Regions from separate parts of the Xenopus tropicalis genome. Here region 2 is linked to region 1. A link is a contact called in public Hi-C data. All regions are on one chromosome and are shown on one strand. The core of a region is the stretch at or near the end of the contact, and the rest is flanking DNA. Distances in the headings are between cores, read along the strand shown.

Region 1 (2,700 bases), core at 144-2,643:
GGATTTGGCCAAATCCCAACTTCTCCACCAGAGATTCAGCCAAACCAGATCTGAACCAAACAGAAAAATGTTTGTGAAGTATATAAGTATACGTAGATCTAGAGCAACTGGATTTGCTGAGTAATCATTGAAGACATTTCACTACTCATCCAGGCAGATGAACTAAACAAGCTGCTCGGATGAGTAGTGAAACATCTCCAGTGATTACTCAACAAGTCCAGTTACTCTAGATTTATTTATACTAGATATACTATGAGCTGGAGGAATGAAAACCTTCATAGTCACATGACTTTAGGGCAGGAATCCCCAACCTTTTTTACCCTTGAGCAATAATTAAATATATAAAAAGTTGAGGAGCAACACAAGCATGAAAAAGGTTTCTAGGGGTTACCAATAAGGGCTGTGGTTATTCGGTAGCCAAATGTGAACCGGCAGCCTAGAGGAGGATCTGTTTGGCAGTACACATGGTCTTGATGTGCCAAAACTTGCCTCCAATCCAAGAATTCAAAAATAAGCCCCTGCTTCGAGGCCACTGGCACTGGGAGGAACAAAGGAGGTGGTGGGCAACATGTTTCTCGCGAGCCATTGGTTGGGGATCATTGTTTTAGGGGAACGAATTAGGCTTAGGGGTGCACCAAGCCAAGGATTCGGCTGGGAAGAACAAAGGAGGTGGTGAGTAACATGTTGCTCGCGAGCCATTGTTACTGTATGGGGCAGGGTCGGACTGGGGGGTGCAGGGCCCACCAGGGTTGCAGCCCCAGGAACCCTGACCTCCAAGAGGCCCCTGCCTTGGCAGCGGGTCTAGGCCGGCAGGGCCCACCGGGTTTTTTTCCTGACCCTCAACTTCAAAGATGTGTTCAGACTGTATTTGGCCCAATATCTGGTGAGGATTTTGGGCAGCATGGTGGCCTTGGTTCTGATTCTGTGTGCCCGGCACAGACACCACTTAGGACAGCAAAGCAGAATTTCCCCACGCTGGACTGTCGGTCCCTGACATAAGGACAAAAAATAAAAAGAAGAGGCTGATCACAAAGGACCCCAATGAGTTTGGAAATGGAGATCATCTTTGCGGCTGGATAATGGAAGTGCCCCCCACGCTTCATGCACCCCCCACAGCTCCTCTCTAACTGCTCTTTCCCATGCTGTGCGGCGCCCATGACAAGCCGGGGGGGGGGGGGGGTTACCCGTTAGAGTGGCGCCAGCTGTGCCGGGCTTCCCGTGAGACTTACTTTCAAAATCCAAGAAAAAATGGGCTGCATTGTGGTCTATGTCTCTGGTTAGCACCTTAATGAGATTACCCATGCCAGCCAACCTAAAAATAGAGAATGGCACAGTCATTGAGTTCCAGTAAATGGGAGCGAAACGCGTGAGTTCAGTTAGTGCTCAGCTTCTTGTGGTTTCCTACATGGGCGCAGGGGTGGAACTGGAGCCTGGCATGTCAGAAGGATCCCTGTGTGCAAGGTGCCCGCGGTTAGGCATTTCCTTTCATACCCCCCCCCCCACCCTCCTGCAGCACAAGCCTGCTTATTACACAATAGTATCAGGGGGGAGGGAAGAGAGTGCTGCTGGGTATTTTCTCCCCTTTTCCATTTCTTTTAGCAGGTCAGGGGCAATCGACTGCTGAACTACAACCCCCAGAATCCTGCAATAAGGAGGGTTACCGACATCTTGGGGGTCATTTATTAACACTGGCAATAACCCATAGCAACCAGTCAGTGATTTGCTTTTTCCAGCCAGCTGCAGGTAGAACAATGAATGCAACAACTTGGTTGCCAAGGGTTACTGCCCATGGGCCATTCTGCCCAGTATTGATAAATGACCCCCACTAGTGATGATAATAGGCAGCAGTACATTTATATCTATTCTATTCCTGCAGGGAAAAGGCAGAATGAATGCCATTCTAACAGAGTGCCCCATTCCCACAATAGCTGCACAGACTGGGGGGGGGGGGGGGGGGGGGATCAGCACCCCTGGATTTCCCAGTATCCCCCCCTCCTTCTTATTCACTGCCCTAAACATCTCTGTGACTATAGGAGAGTCACTAACAATCATGGTTCGGATATCAAGGGGTTTATTTTGGTAAGGGGGGAACTTAAACACATGTGGGGGAACTTAAACACATGTGGGGGGCCCCAAAGCCGCTATGAGGGCACCTGCCTGCGGGCGCAGAGCCCCCAGCCTATTAGAGGCAGCTGAAGGGTGATACCATCTCGTGTGGCTGCCGCTAATGAACATTAAAGGGAACCCCTTATAGAAAGGAGCGCTTGTGGCTACAGCCCTGACATGCTACTGAGGGAGTGCAATGTAATGGGGCCTGGCTTCTTTTTTTGGAAAAGAGGGGATTGTTTTACTGTAGGCTGGGGCCGCTGTGAGCAAACAGGAGCCAAGGAAAACAACATCCCCCCATTTTAATGTCTCAGGCCCCCCACATATTGCTGAAATCCCACAATTTGGGAGTTGGGTGACCACAAGGCCATCAAGTATAAAAGGAATATTATATCACCCACCTACAGCCAACTATGTGCGGGTACTTCTCCTGAAGGCCCAGGGTGCCGGGAACTGTAACACCCAAAAACGGAGAGACATGGTATCCCTGGCACTGTAACACCCACTGTCTGGCAGAGGGGAGACCCCCCCCTCATGGTATCCCTGGCACTGTAACACCCACTGTCTGGCAGAGGGGAGACCCCCCGCTCATGG
Region 2 (2,700 bases), core at 153-2,652, 82 kb after region 1:
CTATAGACTGAGGGCAGATTAGCCACATAATAATGGACTTTTATTTAGGCTGAGAAGCCTGTAACCCATAGTGCCTGTATGGCAGCACCCACATGAAGGGAAATGTTTGATTGGTTGCTCAGGGGTAGTCCCTGTAGGTGTCTGTGCGCTGCTGGGCTTACTATTGCCACCTTGTAGCCCTAGGGCTGATATGGGCACAGCCCAGCTGCATATAAAATCCCATCCTGCATGGCTAATTGGCATGGCCAAGGCCATGCTGCAGACTGCACTGAACTCTAAGCAGCCATGCAAAATGCTTTCAGCTTGCACAATATATAGCCCCCCCATTTAAAGGGGTGTGGTGGCACATCAGCATTTACAATGTACAGGGATACGGTTTTTATCCCATAGAGAAACCTGTACAAGTTGTATGGGCTGCAGCTCCCAGCATTCTCTACACACAGGCATCGGTTAAAGCATGATGGGAGTTGTAGTCCAGCAACACCCAAGAACCCTTGATGTAAGAGTTGACAGCCGCTGTTCTGTTCCTTCATGGTCAAGATTTGCCCCTTTACCCCAAGGGATCTCCAGTTGTGCAAGGATTTTTAATCCCAGGGACACCCAAGAGCTTACAATCTAATAAGATTTGTACCTGGAACATTAGGGATGGTGACTCCCTCAAGATCACAAGGGCCCAACAAAGTCTCAGCTTTACTTGCTGAAAAAGGTAAGTTTGTAAATGTTAATTTGCCTAAAAACAACATTTATTTCGAAGGAGTGATATTTTGCTCAGTTGCAGTTGGTCTGAATTTTTCTTTTTTTTTTAATCTTTGGTTGAATTTTTGCTGTAAAAAGTAAGTAACGAGAGTTATTCCCAGGTGTCAGCGTGACTCGTAACCCATAGCAACCAATCAAAATTTGAATTGACAAGTGCAGCTGAACCATCAGGGCTTATTGGCGATTGGTTACCGGGGATTACCGTGTATGTGGGGGGGGGGACTTTATTATTATTATTATTATTATTACATATTTATAAAGTGCCGCCATATTGCGCAGCGCTGTACAATCAATAAAACACAATAAAAATACAGATTAATGTACAAAAGCAGCAAGAAGTAGGGGGAACCCGAAAATAGTGATTTATTGCTGAACCTGGAAAGTACCTGTTAACCAGCTGAGTGCTGAATTAAATCTGATGCCGTGTTTAGCAATGGTGAGGCCAGGCAAGGGCAACTGTGTGGGCACTAAGGGGTTAAATGTAAGAGAAACCCAGTAGTTGTGATGATGATGATGGGCAGGTGGGGGTGCAGCTGGGTGGGGGTGCTGAGTGCTATAAATCCCACCCAGGCCGGAGGTGGCTGCCCATTAGGTTAGGGTTGCGGGTAGGTTAGTAGCTGGCTGGTTAGTAGGTTAAGCGGTGCAACATGACTGACAAGACTCCCCAGAAGACTCACTTAAATGTTGTGATTATTGGCCATGTCGACTCTGGCAAATCCACCACCACGGGGCACCTCATCTACAAGTGTGGGGGGTTTGATCCCCGGGCCCTGGAGAAGGTGGAGGCAGCTGCCGCTCAGGTAAGTACCCCTCAGCAGCTCTTCAGTTTGTAGGCTGGTTGCTATGGTCTTATTTACTCTAGCAACCAGGCAGTGGGTTGAGTGAAAGATGGCAATATGAGTAGGAGAGGGCCTACCATAAAGGTGAACCCTCCCTTTATAACCCAGACCCCATATTCATCCCACATTGCTATCCGTTTCAGTGCATGCTGCAGACTGTAGTGATTTCTGTGCAGCTGTGCGTTATTCAGCTGAATTCATTACAATTAAGCCATGCAGTTATTAAACTTGGTTTTCTGGTTTTCACCAAGTGAGACCGTTACCCTTGCCCCTAAAACTGGGTGCATGGCACCCACCCTGTATATTAGTGCTAATTAGATGTTTAAATACATGGCTTGCCAATTCCCTGGGCTACAGGCCCCTCCCATGGGAAAGTAGAACCCCTATAAAACCCATGTGCTGCATGGCTGATAAGTAACTGGCTCACACTAGCCCACACCTGTGCTGCATGGCTGATCAGTAACTGGGTCACACTAGCCCACACCTGTGCTGCATGGCTGATCAGTAACTGGGTCACACTAGCCCACACCTGTGCTGCATGGCTGATCAGTAACTGGGTCACACTAGCCCACACCTGTGCTGCATGGCTGATCAGTAACTGGCCCACACCTGTGCTGCATGGCTGATAAGTAACTGGCTCACACTAGCCCACACCTGTGCTGCATGTATAGGGGGCTCTTATTACAACCTCTGTAGGGTCTGTAACTTTAACCCTTTCAGTGCTGGCCATGATCAAGTTGTAGCTTTTGCCCAACCACTTTTAAAGGCTTTGAGCCCTGAAACCGAATTTATGGCACTAAACTTCCCAACTGACCTACCCCCGCAGCACAAATACACTGATGGGCAAATAGAATCCCTTCTGTGTTTCAACTTGCACTGCTGCTCCTCTTATCCACATCTATTAGGCCGATTTCATTGCTAAGGTGAGAAATCCCTAGCAACCACATGACCAGTTTCAAATCCTAAAGCAAAAATATGTCATTAAATAAATGTTATCATGGGTTATAGTCTACATACATAGGTTGTAGAGTGTCCTATTCTGGTCTTAATTTTTTTTCGAATTTTATTTAGCTTTAAAATAGGGGTCACTGAGAAAAATCGCTTA

The links. A called contact is a pair of places that touch in the nucleus more often than the background predicts.
Region 2: a contact with region 1 is called in a Hi-C map of liver, with 7 times the contacts expected there. The contact joins the promoter of 42Sp50 here to the enhancer-like site in region 1. A contact is called at or near these places in 5 of 5 Hi-C or Micro-C datasets (brain, gastrula embryo, liver and 2 more).

Annotation. Positions count from the first base shown.
Region 1 is chr6:141,984,693-141,987,392 of UCB_Xtro_10.0, forward strand. The region is part of intron 3 of fam49b (family with sequence similarity 49 member B); the gene reads right to left. Among named protein-coding and RNA genes, the nearest start is that of fam49b, 42 kb to the right of the region's middle. Within about 2 kb of position 1,394, at least 1 of the 11 cell types and tissues checked has an H3K27ac peak or open chromatin away from gene starts, as enhancers often do. A contact at or near this core is called in liver, where this site is marked.
Region 2 is chr6:142,066,492-142,069,191 of UCB_Xtro_10.0, forward strand. 42Sp50 (Elongation factor 1-alpha) reads left to right here and starts at 1,403. Exons shown (of 7, transcript NM_001011438.1): 1 at 1,403-1,556. The coding sequence starts at 1,404.